Regions from separate parts of the Sus scrofa genome. Here region 1 is linked to region 2. Evidence: chromatin contacts called from public HiChIP or PLAC-seq data. All regions are on one chromosome and are shown on one strand. Each heading gives the region's core, a stretch centred on a gene start, on an enhancer-like site or on the middle of the called end of the contact. The rest is flanking DNA. Distances are from core to core; before and after follow the strand shown.

Region 1 (7,182 bases), core at 192-2,691, 220 kb before region 2:
CAACCATCACAGCAATTCTTTATTAATGCACTTTACGCGGCTCTGGGTGTTAAATTCCACAAATAAGGAAGTAATCGCTAATCGTGAGGTTTAAAATGCCAAAAACCTAGAAAGAACGAGCTCGTAACCAACCAGGAGTTCTAGAAAAGTAGCAAACTGGCAGCAATGAACTTAAAAGTTGCTGGAAGACCTGGCCGCCCCCTTCCTTGCAGAGCGTGACCGGGCTGTAAGCGAACACCCCCAACTCGTGGAACGCTCGCTGACCTGCACGCATCCAACTCCAAGGGAGCGCCGGACACGCACAGTCCCCGTTTCAGGACAGCTGCACACACACTAGCTCTCGGCCAGACGGGAGGAGAGCCCGAGGCCCACCGAGTCCTGCAGAATCCACCCCGCTACCAGGCCGTTCCGGAGCCTCCGGCGCACAGCCGCGCCAACCCCAAGCGCTTCTGGGGACACTGGACCGCACCCACTGCTACGCCCCCTTCCCCTCGGGCCCCGGCCGCCCAGGCACGGAGAGGCTTCCCCTTCCGACAATGCACCCGGGGGTCCGTCAGGCCGCACCCACCTTGCACTCGTCGCTCTTTTTTTCTACGTCGCAGAAGTTGACGGGCGCCAGGCCGGGCAGGTAGAAAGCGGCGCCCCGACGCGGGCCCGGGGCGGCCCCCAGCAGGAGCAGCGACAGCAGCCACAGCCGCGGCCACCGAGATGGAAACGACGCCGACAGCCTGGCGCTCATGACGGCTGTTCCGGGGAAAGGGCAGCCGAGCCGCGGGGGTGAAGAGGGAAGGAGGGACGGGGAGGCTCGGAGACGAGGACCAGGCCGCCGGAGCTGAGGGAGGCCGGCCCCGCGACGGACAGTTCCGGTTGCGCTAGGAGACACCACGGGTTCCGCAACAGAAACCGAACCGGGCCTCGACGGAGCATGCGCAACGCCGCCTGCACATGCTCAGTGAGAGCGGCCGCAGGCGCCCCCAGGAGTTTCCGGGAGCCGGAGTGGAGGAAATCCACTTTCCAGGTTTTCAGCGGTCCGGCTGGAGTGGTTGCTGTGAGGGAGGTTCCAGCACTCACGTTCCGATTCCAAATTCCGATCTAGAGCTCCCTTGGGGCCCGGCGCCGGCGCCGCAAGCTTTCTGCTTTGTCTCAGTTTCCCGCGGTTTCCGCACCCCAGTAAGCAAAGCAGTTCCAGCAAAATAGGAATCTGGTATCATCATCCTTGAGCACGTCTCTGTTGCTTTTCCTATTGAAGTGATGCCATGCCCTTCTTTGCTGTATACAGACGGATTTGTTTGTGCAGTGCATTTTTTGAGTATTTTTCAGGGAGAAACTTGTGTTTTTTGGTTTTTGGCAACACCTGAGGCATGTGGAAGTTTTGGGGGCCAGGGATCAAACAGGGGCCACAGCAGTGACCATGCCAGGTCTCTCACCCGAGGAACTCTGAAACTTGCTTTTGGTGACCAAAAAAAAAAAAAAAAAAAAAAAAAACAGAGAGAGGGAGAAGAGAAAAAAATGCACAAAAGTTGTGAGTTAAGTTTTATTCAGGAAATTTACTGAGGACTGTAGCGAGGGAGACAGCCTCTAAGCTCTGAGCAACTGCTCTGAAGAGGTAAGGGAGAAGCCAGAATATATATGGAAAAAAAAATCAAAGATTACTGATAATCAGGAAGAAAAGACATCTCAAGTTAAGGATTAGTGCTTTTCTAGGTATGAGAAGATGCAAGAATCTGGGTTCACTGAAATTATTCCCTAGATATCCTCTTAACTATCCAGGGTCAGTATCCAGAGCACAGTATACTCCCGTTTTTCTCCATCCTGAATTCCCCTCAGGGCACCCTGTCGGTGGGGGACTGGTTTGATCATTGTAGAAATGGAATGGTGGACAGTCTTTGTTTAAAAAGTCAATTCAGCTGAACCTTGGAGTTCAATCGAATACTTCAGAAGATGGTATTCATGTAGACTTTCTAGCAAGGAATCAACCCAGAAGTACTTCAGCTGAGAAATCAAACAGGGGCACGTTTACTAGATGGACAATTCAGAAATTTGTGGGGCCCCAGGCAATCCTATCTAAATTCTTGTGGGTATCTGCACGTTTTCTCCTGGACAGTTTATAACATTAAATTTTCAAAGGAATCTATGTGCAAAAAAGGCTAAGGACCACTGTTCTATGCTGGGGAGTAAGCAGAACATGCTCGCAAAGATAGTTCCCACTAAGAACTCCAGCTTTGGAACAGCACTATTAACTTATGGGGACCTTGAGCAAGTTAAATCATCAAGTCCCAGGAAGTATAATAGGATGTCCATTGCGAATGAAAAATGGTACCTGCCATATCCGTCATCAGAGGATGTTGCAGCCATGAAGACAGTACAGCCCCGGCTGACAGTGAGCCCTGAGGGAACTCAGGATGGAGACAAACTGCCAGGCCCTCAGCCACTGCAGCTACCGCCAACTGTGCACCCTGAGGGGATTCCGGATGGGGAAAAGCAGGATACTGGTCCTGGATAGCTAAGGCGCATACTGAAGGAGTATTTCCAGTGAGGCCAGACTCCTGCATCTTCCCATACAAAGAACAGTGCTAAATTTAATTAACTCAAGATGTCTGATTTTCTTTAACCGTAATCTTTTAAAGTTCTTACTACCTGGTCTTTCGCAAAAACAGCCATTATATCCTGGCTTCTCCCTTGCCTCTTCAGAGCAGTCCTCAAAGCTATCTGAAAGGCTTAAGTCCTCAATTCTGTCCGCCAGATAAAACATAATTCTCAACTTTAAGGTGGTGCATTTTTTTCAGTCAACACCATATTCTTTAAGTGGTTGTGAAGATTAAGGGGCAAGGGTTAAGCACTATACAGAGGAAAGGCATCAAGTGTTATAATAGAAACTGCAGGTGTAGGGGGTGGGGGTGGTTGGGGGGCCTGAGCAGTTGGATTGTATTTAGGTCACTTCTCCTTTGAGCAAACAATTAATATATTTGCCCAATGTATTTGGTCTAGGGAAAAAGAATTTATAATATTCTATTGTTGAAGTCATAGAGATTTCTAATATAATACGAGGAAGCGATGTTTCTCTCCATTTAGAAAGGTAGCAGAATAAAATTAACATTATTATTATTATTTGCTTTTTAGAGCTGCAATTGTGGCATGAAATTCCCAGGCCAGAGGTCCAATCGGGACTGTAGCTGCAGTCCCACACTGCAGCAACAGCAACGCCAGATCCGAGCCACGTCTGCGACCTACACCACAGCTCACAGCAAGGTAGGAGGATCCTCGACCCACTGAGTGAGGCCAGGGGTCGGACCTGTGTCCTCATGGATACTAAAGTCCGGTTCTTTTCCACTGAGCTGAGTTACAAGAACGCCAACATTTTTTGTTCACTACCTTCTGTTTATCCAGTACCACTAAATACTTGAACTTCACTATCTCAGTGCCCCCCCACACAAGAAAGGGCACTGCTGACACACCCCCCGCCCCCGTGCTTCTCAGGCCCCAAACCTGGGAGATAACCTAAATTTCAAGTTCCTTCACTCTCCACAAACAGTCCTTCAACAAGTTGTGCTTGCTGGACCGCTGAACTAGACTAAATCCTCCGTACTTACCATGTCCACAGCTACAGCCTAGTTCAAGCCAAAATCGTAGTTCTCTTGAACCTGTACTAAATGCAATAGCCTCTCAGCTTGCACTCTTGACAAAGCGATCTTAAATCTTTAAATCCCTCCGTTCTACTTTCTGCTTAACCCGCCCCCCAGGCACTCCTCACTACTTTATCACTACCTGGAGTTAACGTGGTTATTTGTTTACTGCCTCACTCCTCGTTTATACGTACACCCCGGGGGAGTAAGGACCTGGTCTCTGCACCCCAGAGCCTAGAGCAGCGTACGGCACATAAAGGAGACAAGAGCAGCAAGTAACTACAAAGTACTGCAGGTTTGGTACCGGCTGGACCATATAAATTCTAGATCTGAATTCAGAATCGAAGGCTTTTGAGCGCTGAAATAAACCTGAGGTTTTCCAGATGCGTTTAACCTCTTCCACTGACAGAGGAAAGAAGGCGGACTGAGCGCCCGCAAACGGTTACTCCTTGAGACTCAGCGGACGGAGCCGGGGAGTCTATGGCGGGGGGTGGGTCCTTCCAAATCTCGCCGCCCCCTCGATCCTCCGAGCTCAGCATCAGCAAAAACCCGGATAAGTGGAGTTCTTTCTCAATAAAAATGATCTCCGGACTTCAGACGCAACCCGGGCCGCCCAGCGCCGATCGCGCGTGCGCAGGGCCGGCCAGCCTCGCCTCGCCAACCCCTACCCTGGCGACCTTCTCCCCGCTTCCGCCTCCAGAGTTCAGACACGTCATCCCGCACGGCCGGGGCCGGGTGGGAGGGGCCGGGGGCGGAGCTCGGCCGCGGGGCGGGGCGGGGCGGACTCCTTACTTCCGCATCCAGCCTTGCCAGGGTTTCTTTCTGTTACCTGGGGCAGGTGGCACCCAGGTACCGGGAATCTGGCGTGGCGACATTGCTCTGTCCCTCACCCAGGCGGCAAAATGGAATCCCTGGCTTGTGGGCGCCTCCTCCCTGGGCGCTGCCACGCAGAAGGGCTGAGTGAGGATTCTAGTTCCAAACTAGGAAGAAATGAAGTTTTCCTTCCACCCTCCCCTTGACTGTGACGCTTCCTTTCTCCAAGGACTAAATAACACTTCTGACTCGGCCGTAAAACTTGAGGGACAGGATCTTCTCCCTTGCTACAGTAGCATTTGCTGGCTCCATTTAAAGCTGTTAAAAATCCGGTGTTTATTTTTTCCACTGCTTTATGCCAAAATTATTTGGACAGCTGTTTTTCTGAATTTCCCATGGCTTCTGTGTATTTCTTCGCAAGTGAAATCATAGGCTGCCCAGTTAGATTTTAATTTCAGATGAACAATGAATCATTTTTTTGTCTGTGTATGTCCCAAATATTCCATGGGACATGCATATGTTTTATTTGGCAACCCAGCTTCTGGACACAGTGCAGGAAGCATAACTGTAGTCTGCTCATTACATGCCTGTAGTGATTTTCTAGAAGATAAAAATCACCTCATTGCCATTCTATTTCTGATATAAAATTGTGATAGTTCATGGAACCAAAAGTCACCATAGTCCTTTTTCCTCCCAGTCTAAACACTGTAACTTGGGGAGTTCCCCTTGTGGCACAGTGGTTTAAGAACCCAACTAGTATCCATGAGGATGCGGGTTCAATCCTTGGCTTTGCTCTGTGCATTAAGGAGCCCACATTGTGGCAAGAGGCAGTAAGGGTCAAAGATGTGGCTCAGGTCCAGCACTGCTGTGGACAAAAACACCAGAACTTAGAAATAAAAGTGGCCCTTAGGCTATAAACACAACCCTTGGTAGCTCAAAGCCAAGGGTATCTGAAGTTTTAAGATGAAAAATGATTCCCAGGACAACATGATTTGATGTATAGGCCAAAAGTAGGAGAGGTAACCAGAAGAAGGATTATTTGGCCAGCAAAACCTTGAAAAATGAAAGCGACAGAGGCAAACACCAAAGTATAAAGACTCCACACCTGCAATGGTTGTAATCTCTGAGATGTAAACGGAGGTGTTTTAATCGTATAGCCAGTTCTACTTGCTCTGAATTTATGCCTTAACCCACTTTCTGCTTACAGGGTGGCTGGTCATGTAGTTTGCTTACAGAGAGAGGACATTTGCTGGATTCATGTAGCTGATCTCCCCTGGAGTTGTTGTTTTAACAACTTTATTGATGTGTAATTTACATACCACGCAATTCACTTACTTAAGTGTACAATTCAGTGGGCTTTAGCAAATTTATTGAGTTATGCAACTGCTGCCATAATACAGGTTTAGAACATTGCTCCAAATAAAAGGACCTTTAACATTTAACCCACTTTTCCACACAGCTCCAGGCAGCCACTAATCTACTTCTGGACTCTATGTAACTTTGCCTTTTCTGACTCTTCTTGGTTTTTTTAAAAAAAATTATTAAATAATAATTTTATCTACCCATCAATTTCAGTGTCTGTGGCTAATGTAAATTCACCCTAGTGATAGGTCTGTTTTTAAAGTCTTGACAGGGGAGTTCCCTTCGTGGCGCAGTGGTTAACGAATCTGACTAGGCACCATGAGTTTGAGGGTTTGATCCCTGGCCTTGCTCAGTGGGTTGAGGATCCGGCGTTGCCGTGAGCTGTGGTGTGGGTCGCAGACGTGGCTCAGATCTGGTGTTGCTGTGGTTCTGGCGTAGGCCGGTGGCTACAGCTCTGATTAAACCCCTAGCCTGGGAACCTCCATATGCCGCAGGAGTGGCTCAAGAAAAGGCAAAAAGACAAAAAAATAAAAAATTAAAAAAATAAAGTCTTGGAGTTCCCGTCGTGGCGCAGTGGTTAACGAATCCGACTAGGAACCATGAGGTTGCGGGTTCGGTCCCTGCCCTTGCTCAGTGGGTTAACGATCCGGCGTTGCCGTGAGCTGTGGTGTAGGTTGCAGACGCGGCTCGGATCCCGCGTTGCTGTGGCTCTGGTGTAGGCCGGTGGCTACAGCTCTGATTCAACCCCTAGCCTGGGAACCTCCATATGCTGCGGGAGCGGCCCAAGAAATAGCAAAAAGACAAAAAATAAAATAAAATAAAGTCTTGACAAGAAAATAATCTCTGGCTGTTAGATTATCCTGGATTCCCCAGTGTCAATGCCCTCCAACCAAAGACCATGAGGAACACACCAGGGGTTGAGTCTATCACTAGTCGAGTTTATTGTCTGATACAGTGAAGGGAAATGCACACCATGGGGAACCATGAGGTCAAGAGGGGGTGAGGAAGGGGCTCATCGGATTTGGTGCTTGTGCTGGATGATTTGGGGGAGTGTTTAAAGAAATGGAGCTTTGCTCTGGGTTGGATGCTCCCAGGAAGCTGGGGTAATTCTTAAGACTCGATATCTTCTTAGGAGTTCCCTGGTGGCTCAGTGGGTTAAGGATCCAGCATTGTCACTGCTTTGGCTCTCGTTATGGCAGTGGCACAGGCTCAATCCTTGGCCCAGGAACTTCTGCGTGCCGTGGGCATGACCAAAAAAAAAAAAAAAAAAAAAAAAAACCCAAACCAAAAAATATCTTAGTAAGTCTTGTCTAGAAGGAGGGCAGACTAGTCTGAGGCTAAATCTATAAAACTGGTACAGAAACAACAGTCTCTACTCTTAGTC
Region 2 (7,046 bases), core at 662-3,161:
GGAAGGAGAAAGAAAGACGACAGCCTCGAAGAGGATGGTCACTGAGGTGTGCTTTGCTGGAGACGCTTTACTCAAAAACCACCCAATGTGAAAGACTCATTAGGCCAACGGGCTCACGTCTCAAGGAGGCCCATGCAACACACCCGGAAAGCCGCCTTTTGCCTGCCAGTACTTGGTGTAAAGAAGAATCCCTCTTCGCCACCGAATACAACTCTGGGGGTTATCACCAAAGGTACTGTCGTTGAGGTGAGCATGAGCAAGCTGGGCCTCGTGACACAAGGAGGCAAGGTCATCTGGGGAACATATGCCCAGGTTACCAACAATCCTGAAAATGATGGATGCATAAATGCAGTCATAACTGGTTTGACAGCAATTACTTACAGACAACTGCGTATAATTACTGAGGACTACACACCATCAGCAAACCATTAGTCTGATGGTTCTGAATACTACCAATCAGCCTTACAAGTCTGCTGTCATCAAGAAACTATTCATTCTAGTGTTTAAAAAAAAAAATTCAAACAGCCTAGTTTTACAAAGAAAGAAAAATTAAAGTAATGAAGAGATGGGATCTGTACATAAGAGGTCCCAATCTCCAAGGGAAAAATCAAACTCCTATCCTACATGTGAAACAAAACTCTACGAACAAAAAATCGATTAATGTAATTCAGCAAGGAGCAAACCAGGTCCCGTGAAAAAAATCAATGTAGTCCCCTTACCGGAAGTCACCGTGGCAGCTGGGGCAGGCAGGGGCGGGCACTGGACTGGCACCTGAGGAGGCGGGGCCTGCTGTCTGGCATCCTCAGGAAGTCACCCATCAGCGGCCCTCTCTGCCTGGAATCCTCATCTACACAAGAAATGGTTGCACTGGTGGCTGCCCAAGCTTCTAAAACCTATTATTCTGGCATTGTCACAATCAAAAGTACTCTAATCACCACAGGAAAGGACTTAATTTTTCTTTCCTTTTTTTAAAAAATTAAAAAAAAATTTATTATACTTGACTTATAATGCTGTGTCAGTTTCTGCTATACAGCAAAGCAACCCAGTTAGACACATACATACTTAACTTGTCTAAGTCACAAACTTACTACGGTTTTATCTGAGGAAGAAAAAGAGCACGCGCTCTCAAACTTTTAAATTAAAAAACCAGTTAAGTTCATGTACATTTTACAAGTTGACAAACCACACAAAATCAAATATAAAGATAATTAAAATTTTAGAACACGCAAATGAAATCATAATTTTTTTTTAAGAAAAAGTAAATTATTAGGCAAGCGATGACTGGGTTTCTCACTTCCTTTTTCACTGGTTTCATTTCCTTCTTAGGTTAAAACACTCCCAATATGTAAATTACTCCACTGAAGACTTTCAGAGTCCTTTCTTAGCAATGTGTAGGGACACTTACACAAAAGGAATTACTACTAGACTTCCTGTGACAGAAAAGGGATCTGAAGCACAGGGGACTTAAAAAAAGCAAAGTGAACTAAAGGAGATAAATGCACATGCAGAGCAGAAGCAAACAAATAATTGGATCCTACAAATGTAACCATTTAGAAACAGTTTTGGAGTTCCCTTTGTGGCTCAGCGGGTTAAGAACCCGACACAGTAAGTCCGGGAGGATGTGGGTTCAATTCCCAGCCTCACTCAGTGGGTTAAGGATCTGGCATTTGCAACAAGCTGCAGCGTAAAGTCACAGATGCATCTCGAATCCGGTGTTGCCGTGGCTGTGGCACAGATCCCTAGACACAGGTGCAGCTGTAAAGAAAGAAAAAGAAAAAAAGAAGGGTTTTGGCAGTAAAAAGTGTTCCATGATTCTAAGAATTTTATAGTAAAGGGTTAACTGTCTGGGCGGGGGTTACCTACTAAGTGCCAGGCTAGCACTTGGTTTTTTCTGGTTTAATGTTCTCATAATCCTATCAGATGGGTATTATCTCAATTTTAGCTCTATAGGAACTACATAGGAACAAAGGCTCAGAGCGCTTAAGTGATTAGACAAAGTCATACAGCTTAGAAAGTGAAGAAGTTATACTACAATTCCATCCTAGTCAACATCAAATCTCATTCTCTTTCAACAGATGATGCAGACTTTAAGCACCAAAGGAAAACAAATTGAAGACATTTCTCCCTTTTTGTATGATCCTCTTAAATATAAGCCATCATGTCAAAGGGAGCTTATGCTATGCATGACTTCATAAACAAATCATTTGTGAAAGAGAAAAACCACATCCAGGGTAAAGTCATAAGCTGAAAAGCCTTATTTCACAGAGTACTTCCTGAAAGAGACAAAGCAGCAATTACAGCTGAACAAGTACCAACTCCTACCGAGTATTATATTTGAAACAACTTTTTAAAGCAACAGAAGATCCTAAAACAAAAGAAATATAGCATTTCTTAAATACACCATTTCTAGAAAGCTATTTTGACACAAGCGACTCAAAGACGTCTCTTTTACAGAGCTGGGTGTACTGAAAAACCTTCCTAACACAGCCTTTTGATGGACAGGAGGTGAGTAACATTTCATTAACTTCATCGCAGATTATCAGAAGTAATGCTGTACTTACTAAATCTCGAAACACTTGTTTTATTTTAATACGTTACCAAAGTATGTTGGTGAAGGATCTTCAAATGGGTCATACTGTCGTCTTCCTGCATTACTGATATTTTTCATTTATTTTCAACCCTGTTTTACATTAATAGTAAATGTAATCTTTTTCAACATAAAGAAAATGCCGGTATGAAAAACCCTCAACATCTCTGGGAGTCTTTGTCACTTGGTTTCAATTACATTGTTTCACAAAACGTACTTAAAGGCTTTTAAGAGAAGGCTATAGCTAATCATGGAATCTAAAGCTTTTAAAATGCTGGCTTAACAGTCAATTGCTTCAATTTATCCAAAAATTTATGTGCTCTGAGTACAACTTGCATTGGTAATGCCTTTAGAACACATGCATCACAAATATTTTTTTCAACCCTAAGCAAATAAACATGACTGTTGGTGACAAAAAAGTAATTTGAGCCCAATGAGGAGAAAAGATTTATTTAAAAATGATTCGTAAGTAAGGAATTTCTGCGACAAAATCTGGAGATTAGAATGGGTGGAGGGAGTTCTGATACAACATTAAAAGAGGAAAAAGGACTCAAATGTCATTTACATTACCATTGCTACTATTTAAAATTTCACTGAAAGTTAAAGAGTCAAGTCTCTAAATTTATTTTCCGTTGTGTGATACTGGAGATGTAATTTTTCTATGTAATATTTTTCTCATTTGATAGCAATTAATATTCTACTCACACCAATATTTGGAAATTTTAATTAATACATGCTTTTAAATATATAGAATTCTACTCCAAAATCATACTTAACCCTAAATATTTGGCAAATTCACCACAGTCAGGAAGGTAGGAAGGAAAGGAAAGAGGGAGGGAGGGAGAAGAAAACAAATTTTTATCTTGCGTTTATCCACAGCAGTTGCTCGAGTTAATTCTAAATTACCAACAGCCCATGATGCCACTGACCAGATGGCTAATCTCCGCCCACAGTTTTCACTAAAGAGAGATTCAGGCTGAAAGAGAGAGAGACAGAGAGAGACCATTCTGCAAAGTGACATTTTTGAAGGAAACTTTTCTTAACACCTCCATATTTCAACGAGGTTGCCTCAAGGTTCCATCTCTTTGTAGCGAGTCTATTTTTAAAACCACCGTTGCTGGCATTGCATTCTGAGTAATGCAAGTTTCACGCTGAGGGGGGTTAATGATATTTACAATCACAACCGGATTCCTTTCCATTGGAAATGGACACGTGGGGGTGGGAATTAATTTCTGCAAACACATAAAGTCAACGACTGACTTAATAACTACTTGTCTTTGATAGTCCTTTTTAAAAATTAAATTTGACAAATAATATGTACGCTTCTGCATCTAGGCAGAATGAAGGCATGAAAGTAATGTGTATGTGTGTGTGCGCGCAGTAATGTCTTATTCCCGAGGCGGTGCTTTCTGCACACTATTGCAGCAGTGAAATCTGCTTCCAGGACACTGGAAAACACCATCTGGAAGACAGCACTGGCGCTCCCAACTGTGTATGAAAAAGTAGCCCATGTATTGTTTTGAGAGTCAAGTTCTTGATGTGGAGACCTTGGCACAAAACATGGCTATTTCTAAACCAATGATAGTTGAGAGAGTACATAATACTATGAAGAAGTGTTTACCCCTTGAAAAAAACAGGTTTAGTGGCCAAGTAAGCAGGTCTTCATGGACAAACCAGAATCGCTGCTGTGGATCACTCTGCCAAAGCTTCCCTCCTTCACTCATCCATCAGTTCAGCAAATATCACTCATTGAGTATCTACTATGTACTCACCAGGCAGTGGGGATAAAGCAGTAAAAAGGAAACGTTGCTGCTTTCAAATGAGTTTACTGTGAATAATCAGCAATCAATCAGTTATATGGTTCCTTTATTAGTTTCTAATACATATTTTATGTTAAAACTATATTTAATGAGTAAAAATTCATTACTTGAACATTACTAATCTGGGTTACCAAATATTTAAAGAGAAGGAAGATGATAAAAAGTGGCAAAACTACTTTGTAAGATTCAAAATTCAGCATGGCCTTTCCCCAGTTAGTCCCAATCAAAGGATAGCTATTACAGGAACAACTGCTACCCAATTCCACACTTTGGGGGAAAAATATCATAAAGAAAAGGTTATTCTTTAGGGGAGAGAGGGAGGTAGGCAGGAAGAGAGAAAAGGAATAAATTTGCCAGCCTTATGACACAACAGGCCACTTAATAGATTAGTACCTACTAGTAATAATACCTAGGGAGTGTGTTTCTTAAATACCAAGACACATACGTTGACTCATGACATGAAATGTCTCAAAATTAAAATCCACTGACATGCCCAGTGGAATGTGAGAATGTTCAGCATTTATTTTTCAACACAGGCTTTTATTCCTCCTGTTCTTAACTATTTTACAGTTTCTAAGTGTCATGCCTACCAACAAACTATAAGATGACCACCCCTCACAACCAAACTCACCCTGGCCCTTCTGACAACTCACATCCCGACGAATACAAAATCGCAGCCCTTGTCTTCTACAGCTGTATCTTCATAATCGGATTATTTGTTAATGTCACTGCACTATGGGTTTTCAGCTGTACCACCAAGAAGAGAACCACTGTAACCATCTATATGATGAATGTGGCGTTACTGGACTTAATATTTATATTGACCTTACCCTTCCGAATGTTTTATTATGCAAAAGGTGAATGGCCCTTTGGAGCGAACTTCTGCCAGATTCTTGCAGCTCTCACGGTCTTTTATCCAAGTATTGCGCTATGGCTTTTAGCTTTCATCAGTGCTGACAGATACATGGCCATTGTACAGCCCAAGTACGCCAAGGAACTTAAAAACACGTGCAAGGCCGTGCTAGCGTGCGTGGGTGTCTGGATAATGACCCTGACGACCACCACCCCACTCCTACTGCTATACGATGACCCAGACAGAGCCTCCACTCCCGCCACCTGCCTCAAGATTTCTGACATCATCCACTTAAAAGCTATAAACGTGCTGAACTTCACTCGACTGATATTTTTTTTCTTGATTCCGCTATTCATCATGATTGGGTGCTACTTAGTCATCATTCACAGTCTCCTCCACGGCAAGACGTCTAAGCTGAAGCCCAAAGTCAAGGAGAAGTCTATACGCATCATCATCACACTCATGGTGCAGGTGCTCGTCTGCTTCATGCCTTTCCACGTCTGCTTTGCTTTCCTGATGCTGGGAGGGGACGAGAACAGCTACAACCCCTGGGGTGCCTTCACCACCTTCCTCATGAACCTCAGCACCTGTCTGGATGTGATCCTCTACTACATTGTTTCAAAGCAGTTCCAGGCTCGAGTCATCAGCGTCATGCTGTACCGCAACTACCTTCGGAGCGTGCGCAGAAAGAGCTTCCGCTCCGGTAGCTTGCGGTCACTGAGCAACATAAACAGCGAAATGTTATGAATGGTCGTTTTTTGTCTCCCATCTCTTTACGTTCACTTTACTATCTTAGGGTCAATGGATATTTGTATGATGTTATCGAGTCCCTTCTCCCCTGGAGGAAAAAAATTAAAAACTTTAAACTCTTCTTTGTAGAGTCTTATTATTGTGGCAGCATAATTCAATATACTTAAGTATTCTAATAAATTCATTATTTTTATTTTTAAAAGTAGTATAAACTGTGTTCAAGAAGTATTGGGGAGCAAAACATCCAATTTGTCTTTCATACTCAAGCCTTATCTAAATACACGGTTGACCTGACTTCTTGGATTTAATTCTATGTGCGAATCATGATGTCAACCAAGCCAGGAGGCAAAATAATGGAGCTGCTGATTTTTGGTTTATGTGGTTTTTTGGCCACACCCACAGCATATGTAACTTGCTGGGCCAGGAATCAAACCCATGTCACAGCAGGACCTGAGTCATCGCAGTGACAGTGCCAGATCTTTAGCCCACATAAAAAAACTCCTTGCGCTACTGTCTGAAATACTTTCTAACTAGATGTAGCTCCTCTTGTTTAACTTACATGCAGAATTGGTGGTCTAAATACAGTATTTTGTGTTCTAAACACCAAACTTCCAGGATCCCTACACTAACAATTATTTTCAACTCAACATCTGCAGCAGGACAAAATTTGCAGGAGCCAGCACCTGAGGGTGCCCGTAAAGGCCATGGCCATCAGCCACCCCCTACTCTGAATTCATTTTCCTTTGGAAACAGACTATAGTCATCACCAACTATTACAGAGAGCCCAGAACGCACCACACTCTACTTAAGACCAGTGAGGGGAACCAAACCAGAGATCCAATTTCTGCCCAATAGTCCAAGTTCATTCCTATGACATGGGGTTTCTACTCTAGGGTGAAACAGCTTCCTCCAATCTAAGGAGTTTGCTCTTCTTATGTGATTAAACATCATATTACAGAAGAGTCTGATTTTTTTCCAGGCCATATGTCACAGTATAAATAGTACTAGGGAGGGACCTTGAATTCTTCTCCTGGCC

The links. HiChIP or PLAC-seq counts read pairs in DNA pulled down with a chosen protein or histone mark.
Region 1: a contact with region 2 is called in an H3K27ac HiChIP or PLAC-seq map of alveolar macrophages. The contact joins the promoter of TM9SF2 here to the promoter of GPR18 in region 2. A contact is called at or near these places in 1 of 47 Hi-C or Micro-C datasets (subcutaneous adipose tissue) and 1 of 2 datasets of contacts at active chromatin or transcription factors (alveolar macrophages).

What each region holds. Positions count from the first base shown.
Region 1 is chr11:68,402,093-68,409,274 of Sscrofa11.1, reverse strand. TM9SF2 (transmembrane 9 superfamily member 2) reads right to left here and starts at 1,441. Exons shown (of 17, transcript XM_021065854.1): 1 at 569-1,441. The coding sequence starts at 739.
Region 2 is chr11:68,186,487-68,193,532 of Sscrofa11.1, reverse strand. GPR18 (N-arachidonyl glycine receptor) reads left to right here and starts at 1,911. Exons shown (of 2, transcript XM_003131059.4): 1 at 1,911-2,505; 2 at 4,978-6,131. The coding sequence starts at 5,012. The coding sequence ends at 6,007. All of the region lies in intron 5 of UBAC2 (ubiquitin-associated domain-containing protein 2), which reads right to left. It also overlaps the pseudogene LOC102161879.